2 separate regions of the Sus scrofa genome follow, and region 2 is linked to region 1. Evidence: chromatin contacts called from public Hi-C data. All regions are on one chromosome and are shown on one strand. The core of a region is the stretch at or near the end of the contact, and the rest is flanking DNA. Distances in the headings are between cores, read along the strand shown. Region 1 holds the start of IL4R (interleukin 4 receptor). Region 2 overlaps NSMCE1 (non-structural maintenance of chromosomes element 1 homolog).

Region 1 (4,880 bases), core at 17-2,516:
TGGATTAAGGATCCGGCGTTGCTGTGAACTGTGGTGTAGGTCCCAGACAAACTCGTATCTGGCGTTGCTGTGGCTGTGATGTAGGCTGGCGGCTACAGCTCCGATTCGACCCCTAATTTGGGAATCTCCATATGCGGCAGGTGCAGCCCTTAAAAAGCATCCCCCCCCCAAAAAAAAAGAAAGAAAGAAATGACACTGTGTCCCTTCTCCCCATCACTCAGGTGAGAAAAATGGGGATCAGTCTTGCCACCTCTCGCTCTCCTTACCCCCATCTCCCATCTGTCTTCAAATCTACCTTTCAGAGGGATTCAAAAGCCAGTGCCCTGCTCATCTCCTCTGCTGGTCCCAGTCACCCAGCAGTGCCTCCCCCGGCGGTGCCCCCGCCCCCCGCCCCGCCTCCAGCTCCCATCCCTCTGCTAAAGCCAGAGGGACCCTCGGTAAAGTGAAAGGGCACGTCCTTCCTCTGCTCAAATCCTTGGCCTCGTCGTCGCCCCATTACTAGGCGTCTCCAGCTCTTCCTTCCTCCTGCTCACTGACTCCCCCACTCCCGCCTCCTTCGGTCTCCCCGACACCCCAGACAGGCTCTGGGCTCAGGGCCTCTGCTGAGCACGCTCCTCCCCCAATATCTTCCTGCCTCCCCTTCTTCTGATCTTGGCTCAGCTGGGACTCCAAGAGGACGGGGCCCTGAGCAAGTATCTGAAATTGCAATCCTCCGACCCCACCCAGCTTTCCCAATCCTCCTGGCTTGGTGGTTCTATTTTGTCTGTGGCCATCACCTTCGAATGACCTTCAGAATTTCCTTAAATCAGCACCCTCTGCCATGGCCTGTCCCCTCCCACTACCAGGCATTCCCCTCCAGGCCAGGGGATCTGGGCTTTGTTCTTTGATTATCCCGGGAGCCTGGTGTGTAAATAATCAATAAAGGTTTTGGAAGGAAGGGAGGAAAGGGGGGAGAGGAGGGGGCAGGGGGAGAGGGAGGGGAAGGAGGGGGAAGGAGAAGGGGAAGGGGAAGGAGGGGGAAGGGTGAAGAAGGGAAGGAGAGAGGGGGAGGGAACTGGGGAGGAAGGAGGGGGCAGGGAAAGGGGAGGGAGGAAGGGGGCGGGGGGAAAGAGGAGGGAGGGGGAGAGGCGGGGGAAAGGGGAGGGAGGGGGAGGGGAGGGGAGGGGGAAAAGAGGGAGGGAGGGAGGGAAGACTTACCAGAGCCTGCTGCCCACACCAGGATCAGGCAGCTCACGGAGAACGTGAGCCCAGGGCACAGGCACCCCATTGGGAGCTCCTACAGCGCCTGCTGAGAGCAAGTGAGCTGGTTAGTGCTGACTCACGGTTCCCACCATCCCCATCATCCCTGAGCAGGTTTCAGGGCTCACTTTACTCCAAGTACAACCCTCCCCCAGCCAACAATGAGCCCACCATGTGCTCCAGAGCTCAAACGCACGGTCCTGAAACACAACACAGCCTCACCAAGCCCAGAGTCAGAGCCACAGAACACCTGTCCCAAGAGACCCTTCTTGAGGAGTTCCCCTTGTGGCGCAATGGTTAACAAATCCGACTAGGAACCATGAGGTTGCGGGTTCGATCCCTGGCCTTGCTCAGTGGGGTAAGGATCCAGCGTTGCTGTGAGCTGTGGTGTAGGTCTCAGACGCAGTTCTGATCCCAAGTTGCTGTGGCGTGGGCCGGTGGCCACAGCTTCAATTCGACCCCTAGCCTGGGAACCTCCATGTGCCATGGGAGCGGCCCAAGAAATGGCAAAGAGACAACAAAAAAAAGAGAGAGACACTTCTCGAAAGAAACCCATGGTCTGCTAAATCGGAGCAAGCCCTCAGATTTTTTTGGAAGTTCAAAAGGTGCTCCAGGAATGATGGATACGGATCTCTAGAAAAGACCCAGGAACTTGCTGGAACAGGCGTCTATTGACCAAAACTGGCAAAACCAGAGTATGGCAATGACTAGTACCATAACCAGCTGTAACCCTTAAGAGTTAAAGTGGGGGTGCAGGGCGCGCAGTGATATGGACGAATAACTGGGGGGAAGGAACAGCTCTATTGCATCAAGCAGCCTCTAAGGGTTTCTCCACAAACTCATATTAATTATTATTAATTAATGAGTCAAATATTTACTAATTTTTTTTTTTTTTTTTTTTTTTTGCTTTTTAAGGGCGCACCCATGGTATACAGAGGTTCCCAGGCTAGGGGTCGATTCAGAGCTGTAACCACTGGCCTATACCACAGCCCCAGGATCCGAGCCATGTCTTAGACCTACACCACAGCTCACGGCAACGCCGGATCCTCAACCCACTGAACGAGGCCAGGGATTGAACCGGAAACCTCATGGTTCTTAGTTGGATTTGTTTCTGCTGCGCCACAATGGGAACTCCTCAAACTTTATATATTTGATATACAATACTTTATATACATAATGGTATAGAATCTTATTTACAGAAACCTGGCAGACATCACCTTAACCAAATGGTCAGTGTTAACATGACGGGGATTGGGACAAATCAAGGTCATGACCTCTCTGAAAACAGAGCCCCTGAAAGAATGTGACATCCCTTCCCTGGGTCTCCTGCCCCTCCTTGCCCCGCCCAAGTCACGTGGAAGCATCAGACAAGCCCAGGCTCAGGGACAGTTTGTACAGGAAGTAGCCTGTTCCTTTCAAAAAGTGCCCCACAGGGATTCCCATTGTGGCTCAGTGGAAACAAATCTCACTAGTCTCTGTGAGGATGCAGGTTTGATCCCCGTCCTTGCTCAGGGGGTTAAGGATCCAGCGTTGCCGTGAGCTGTGGTGTAGGTCGCAGATGTGGCTTGGATCTCACGTTGCTGTGGCTGTGGTGTACGCTGGTGGCTACAGCTCCGATTAGACCCCTAGCTTGGGAACCTCCACATGCTGTGAGTGCGGCACCCCCGCCAAAAAAAAAAGTGCCCTGGAGGCAAAAGGTCAGTGGCAGACCATTCTTTCAATTGTGCGTCAAACTCCTGGTACCTGCGACAATGCCTGGCACGCAGCATGTGCTCAAGAAATATCTGTTGAATACAATCACATGATGTGACATGATGTGGGGCTGATCAGGCACTCGGCACGGGGCTGGAAGGCTCAAAGACTTGGTATCCACTCAAAACCCCAACTTGCCTTTCCAGCAGAGCTGCCCTGAAGACCAAGGAAGGAGGGGTGGGGGTGGGGCGGTGGGGCCGAGATGCTGGTTTCCTTTCCCAAGACCCAGACACTTTCCCTCTCCCGAAATCACGGACCCCCACAGCATCCTGCAGCACGATGGCAAAGGTGTCACTCTAGCCCCAGTTTTGAATAAAGAAAAACAGAGAGATCAAGAAATATGCTCGAGGAGTTCCCGTTGTGCCTCAGCGGTAATGAACCCGACTAGGATCCAGGATCGATCCCTGGGTTCGATCCCTGGCCCCGATCCCTGGCCCCGCTCCGTGGGTTAAGGATCTGGCGTTGCCGTGAGCTGTGACGTAGGTCGCAGACGCAGCTTGGATCGAGTTGCTGGGGCTGTGGTGTAGGCTGGCAGCTGCAGCTCAGACTTGACCCCTAGCCTGGGAACTTCTACAGGCCGTGGGTGTAGCCGTAAAAAAAAAAAAATTGTGCTCAAAGTCACCCAGCAGAAGGGCTGTCATGGTAAGTCCTCCCAAAACGTGTGAGGGCATCAAGCAACGTCCTCAGGGCACACTAAACCGTGACGTCTACAGCGGCCAGGGTGTTATCTCTGATCTGTTTCAGAGGCCACAACCAGACTTAGGAGGGTACACACCCACTCCCACACCCTCACGCGCACATGCTCACAACTGGCTTCACAAGGATGGGCGGGTGCTGCCTCACAGGGGAAACCATGGCTCAGAGGCAGCAGCAAGGCCTCTCTGAACTTCACGGGGGATGGAGGACAAAGGCGCAGAAAGTAAAGGAATTAAAGAGAATAAGTACCAAGTGATCAAGGTAAGGCACCTGACAAGAAGAAATAATTTTTTTGGTCTTTCTCTTTTTTTTAAGGCCACATCCACAGCCTGTGGAGGTTCCCAGGCTAGGGGTCAAATAGGAGCTGCAGCTGCTGGCCCACACCACAGCCGCAGCAACACCAGATCTGAGCTACATCTGCAGCCTACATCACAGCTCATAGCCACACCAGATTCTTAATGCACTGAGCAAAGGATCGAACCTGCGTCCTCACGGATACTAGTCAGATGGGTTTCCACTGAGCCACAAGGGAACTCCAAGAAGAAATAATTTCAAGTTCACACCCTGGATTGTGGGGGTATGGACGTGTTGGGGTTGGGAGGGGTCTCAGGGGTCGCCTGCCTGGCCCAATGGCCAACCCGAACAGGGGTGCCTGTCAGTGTCCCATCTCTGACATGCTGCATCCAGCTTCTGCTTGCATTCCTCCACGGACGGGGTGCTAACCCTCAGGTCATTTCTGAGCAGAGCTTTCCTGTTTGGAAACAGCTTCCCGGGGTGGAACTAGAGATTCTCATACTAAGTGAAGTAAGTCAGAAAGAGAAAGATAAATACCATATGATATCACTGATCTCTGGAATCTAATATACGGCACCCATAAACCTTTCCACAGAAAAGAAACTCATGGACTTGGAGAACAGACTTGTGGTTGCCAAGGGGGAGGGGGAGGGAGAGGGATGGACTGGGAGTCTGGGGTTAATAGATGCCAGCGATGGCCTTTCGGAATGGATACGCAATGAGATCCTGCTGTGTAGCCCTGGGAACTCTATCTAGTCACTTGTGATGGAGCAGGATGGAGGAGAATGCGAGAAAAAGGATGTATATGTATGTGTGATGGGGTCACGTTGCTGTACAGTAGAAAAATTGACAGAACACTGTAAACCAGCTATAATGGAAAAAATGAAAATCATTAAAAA
Region 2 (4,789 bases), core at 1,493-3,992, 79 kb after region 1:
TTACAGGCTAAGTACTTTGTAGTACAGCACTGTCTGCTGAAAATAGAAGGCCGTGTGTCATTAAAGTTTTCTGGTAGCCACGTTAAAAAAAAGAAAGAAACAGGTGAAGTTAATATCCCAGATAGACTCACTTAAATGTGACCAATATAAAAATTATTATTATTATTATTATTATTTTAAGGCTGCACCCATGGCATATGGAGGTTCCCAGGCTAGGAGTCAAATCAGAGCTATAGCCACTGGCCTACACCACAGCCACAGCAACACAGGATCCCAGCCTCATCTGCAACCTATACCACATCTCACAGCAACACCGGATCCTTAACCCACTGAGCAAGGCCAGGGATCAAACCTGCATCCTCGTGGATACTAGTCTGCTTCCTTTCCACTGCACCACAGCGGGAACTCCAGAATAAGAATTATTAATGAGATATTTTATATTTGCAAGTAGTACATCTTTGAAATCCAGTGTGTCTTTTACACTTGCAGCATATCTTAATTTGGACCAGCCCCGTTGCCACTGCTCAGCCGCCCTGTGCACTTGTGGTTGCTGTAGTGGACAGCAGTTGCCGAATGTTCTTAGGTTTAGGTTTGTCTGATGCTTCCTGTGGATCAGATTCAATTTATGCTTTTTTGCAAAAAACAAAAAAAAAATCTAATTTTATTTTTTAAAAGTTTAAAGCAGGGGAGTTCCCTTTGTGGCTCAGTGGTTAATGAATCCTACCAGGAACCATGAGGTTGTGAGTTTGATCCCTGGCCTTGCTCAGTGGGTGAAGGATCCAGTGTTGCTGTGAGCTGTGGTGTAGGTTGCAGACGCGGCTCGGATCCCGAATTGCTATGGCTCTGGCGTAGGTTGGTGGCTACAGCTCTGATTAGGCCCCTAGCCTGGGAACCTCCATATGCCTTGAGAGCGGCCCTAGAAATGGCAAAAAGACCAAAAAAAAAAAAAAAAGTTTAAAGCAGCATAGTTGACTTAGGTTGTATTCGTTTCAAGTGTACAGCAAAGTAAACCAGTTGCACGTGTGCACATGTCCATTCTTTTTTCCCGTGTCGGTTGTGGCAGACTATGGAGTAGATTTCCGGGTGCTGTGCAGTAGGTCCTTGTCAACGATCTGTCGTAGACAGTGCTGTGTGTGAGTCATTCCCATCCTCCTCATTCATCCCTTCCTCCCCCCCACCCCTCACCCCTCGCCACGTTTTCCTCTATGGTAACCGTGCGTTTGATTTTTCATAGATTTCAGTTTATGCTTTTCATTTGGCAGAACTCATCGAGAAATGGGGTTGCGTTCTCTGTGCCCTCTCGGGCGATGTACAGTGTTGATGAGGATCGGGCCAGCCGGGCTTCTCCGCTTGTGAAGTGACTCTTTTTCCTCTGTGATTCATAAGTATTTTGCAGGGAGGGACTTTGGGACAAAGTAAATACCCCCTTTTAAACCCCCCCACCCCCCGGTTTTAGCAGGCATTGGTGTTTCTTCTCTGACTTCACTCATTCCTAAGGGGCCGCGAGGTTGCTGTGAAGTCCTGAGCTCTGCTCTCCAGCATTAACCTTTGGTGATGAATTGTCCTTTACTGTTATGTTTTCTGTTAACTTCAGTGGGTTTTAAAATCGTCTGTTGTCCCAAGGACAAATGAGGTGAACCATCCAAAATCTTAGATTGAAAAATTAAGACGATGGCGTTCCTGTCGTGGCGCAGCAGAAACGAATCCGACGAGGAACCACGAGGTGGTGGGTTCGATCCCTGCCCTTGCTCAGTGGGTGAAGGATCCAGCGTTGCCGTGACCTGTGGTGTAGGTCGCAGATGTGGGTCAGACCCCGAATTGCTATGGCTCTGGTGTAGGCTGGCAGCAACAGCTCCGATTAGACCCCTAGCCTGGAAACCTCCATATGCCGCAGGTGCGGCCCTAAAAAAAGCTAAATAAATAAATAAATAAATAAATTCCGATGACATTATTTCAGTGAGCAGAATAAGTAATACAATGTTCAGGCAAAGCACTAGTGAACTGAAATGCATGTGCCAAAAATAGATTAGGGAACGAAGTGTCAGAGGAACACTGGGGATGACAGATATTTTCCGTTTTTGTCACACCTCTCATCTGCCCTCGCCCTAGCTGTGTTTTTCTCATGCGGATTTGCACGACCATGTCTGCTCCCTTGGGCTCAGGCACAGGGCTGGACGGCGTGCATTTGGGATGAGTCAGTGATGCTGCTGACCGTACAGTTTAGTAATTCCGTCCTGTACCTGCAGTCACATTGGTACCCACCCTCTCTTCCCAAGGAGCCCTCGGCAAGGATGAGACGGACCCTGGCTCCAAATCCCTTTTTCCTCCTGCTTTTGACGATTTCACTGTGCCTTTCTCCCCTTTGGCTGTAATGAACAGGTAATGAGCGTCCCGCTGTCAAGCCTGCCTGCGTTTCCAACTGATCAAGGGGGATCAGGCTTATTATGATCCGCACCGAAAAGCCGCGTAAAATCAGCATGAAAAGTAACATCTTAAAGGTGACTCTATGCGTTTCTCAACATACAGAATTTCACAACAGGCAGTTGTGACGTGCTCAGCCAGGAGTCTTTGGGCTCTGGAAGCCCTGCAACCACGGAGGAAGCAAAAGTGTTGCTTTCGCATCTCTGGCTCTTGAGGGACTCGCTGTGTCCCAAGTCGCAGCGCCCCCTTGATGACTTTGCGGCTCAGGAAGCCAAGGCTGGACGGCCCTGGCAAGTACAACCCCTGCGTTCTTCACACTCTCCCGCGTGTGGACATCATCGGGTCTGGAATGCACTTTGTGCTGGATCCTGACCACAGGGCTGGCTGTGTGTGCAGCTGGAGGAGGGTTGGGAGGGGCGGGGACTCTTCAGTTGGGAGGGGACGCACCACTGGCAGGGGTGGGAACGGCCTGAAGACCTGGGTTCAAATCAGGGACTTAGGAGAGTGTATTTGTTTTTTTTTTCCTTTCCTGAGTCTCAGCTTTCTGTTTTATAAAGGAAGTCTTATCTACCTCATGGAAAAGCTGTGAGGATTAAACAGGGAACTTGTGTGAAGTACCTGGCACAGAGTACTTCCTGCTACCAGTTCCCTGCGCGCCCTTCCCTTCCTAGTGGGTCCCTGGCCTTATCATCTCCTTGCACATTCTGGGGCTGGGGGGCAGGTGTGCTGACTCAGAAGATCCATGAGGTCGTGGGTCGTGTGATGGAAATTGTCATGTAGCCCATAAGGCCACGTCCCCCCCCCGCTTTTTTTTTTGGCTGCCCAGTGGCCTATGGAGTTAGTTCCCGGGCCAGGGGTCAGATCGGAGCCACAGTCATGACCTAAGCTGCAGCTGCAGCAACGCCAGATCCTTAAGCCACTGTGTTGGGCCGAGGATTGAAGGATCGAACCCACCTTCCGGTGCTCCCCAGATACCGCCGATCCCCTTGCGCCACAGTGGGAACTCCAAGGCTGAATCTGAGGCTGGGATATTCTCAGAGAATCCAGAAAGTGTGGTCCCCATATCCTCCGGAAGGAGATCACGAGTGCAGGTGCTGAGATGGGTGTGAGTGACAGAAACAGCCGGCGCCAGCTGCGTGTACAGCCAGGGGGCCGCCCCGCAGTGCAGGTGTGGGTGAGGGGAGCCACTGGTTGGCTTCTGGTTTGGGGAAGGTGATGCGGGGGTGGAGGTGGGGGTGCCCAGCCCCAGCCTGGCTGCAGGTGGAGGACAAGTCAGGGAGACCATAGGAGGCTGCTTCATACTCCAGGGGCAGGTTGCTGGGGACTCAGAGGAAAGGTGCAGTGACCTGATAGAAGTGGCCAGAGCCATCCTTCCGACGACCCCGCAGGCCTGCACAAGCCATCCAGCCACCTTCCTAACAAGCCCCACGCGTACAAAGTGTGGCCATAGCGAAGACCACCCAAACGAGAACAGACGAGGGCTGTTTGTTCAGAGCTTGCTCGAGCAAGGACTGCCTCTGCTTGGGTTTTGGAGACTTGACGGCAGGCAGAGGAGTGGAAAAGCTCTACAGCGGAGAAAAGGCGAGGCTCCCGCTGTGTCCTGATTGGAGGCCATCAGCCCTGGGAAGCTGGAGGCGGGCTATCTAGAAGCAGGACGTCCTGTGATTGGTTAGGGGAGCGAACCTGCCTTTCTCTGATTGGTCCTAAGTCGGAAGCAGGGACAAGAATTAGGGGTGCTGTCAATTAGTAATCAAGACTTGGTCATTTTTGAGCCGATTATTTACAGGGATTATTGTTTGTTTCCTGGATCGGTTGCTAGAAATAGTGGTCTGACTGCCTACCAGTCTGACTTGCAGGTGGCAGGCTGGCTTTGTGGGCTGGTCAGTTGAGATAAAGGGTGGCTCCCTGAGCTGGTTGCTGGGTTGCAGATTGTGAGTCAGAGTCCTGTTTTGATATGTGTTTGTGAATTCAGTCTCTCCGAAGAGTGAGTGTGACACAGCCTGTTCCTTTGAGTTGTTCACTGTCCAGCCTCTGTGAGAAACCACAGCCCCTCCTTATCTGGTTCGTCAGGGGACAGAGTGGCCTCCATAATCTCTTTATGGCAAGGTTTCAGCCCACATCAGAATTTGAAAACTGGAGTTCCTGTCGTGGCTCAGTGGTTAACGAACCCGACTAGTATCCATGAGGATGAGGGTTCAATCTCTGACCTTGCCCAGTGGGTGAAGGATCCGGCGTTGCCGTGAGCTGTGGTATAGGTCGCAGACGTGGCTCTGATCCCGCGTGGCTGTGGCTGTGGCCAGCAGCTACACCTCTGATTGGACCTCAGCCTGGGAACTTCCCTATGCCGCGAGTGCAGCCCTAAAAAGAC

The links. A called contact is a pair of places that touch in the nucleus more often than the background predicts.
Region 2: a contact with region 1 is called in a Hi-C map of subcutaneous adipose tissue, with 2.1 times the contacts expected there. The contact joins the enhancer-like site here to the promoter of IL4R in region 1. A contact is called at or near these places in 13 of 47 Hi-C or Micro-C datasets (embryonic fibroblasts, fetal heart ventricle, fibroblasts and 6 more) and 2 of 2 datasets of contacts at active chromatin or transcription factors (alveolar macrophages and skeletal muscle).

The regions. Positions count from the first base shown.
Region 1 is chr3:19,550,629-19,555,508 of Sscrofa11.1, forward strand. IL4R (interleukin 4 receptor) reads right to left here and starts at 1,267. Exons shown (of 9, transcript NM_214340.1): 1 at 1,198-1,267. The coding sequence starts at 1,267.
Region 2 is chr3:19,628,504-19,633,292 of Sscrofa11.1, forward strand. All of the region lies in intron 2 of NSMCE1 (non-structural maintenance of chromosomes element 1 homolog), which reads left to right. Among named protein-coding and RNA genes, the nearest start is that of NSMCE1, 21 kb to the left of the region's middle. Within about 2 kb of position 2,743, at least 38 of the 83 cell types and tissues checked have an H3K27ac peak or open chromatin away from gene starts, as enhancers often do. A contact at or near this core is called in alveolar macrophages, liver, mesenteric adipose tissue and 3 more, where this site is marked.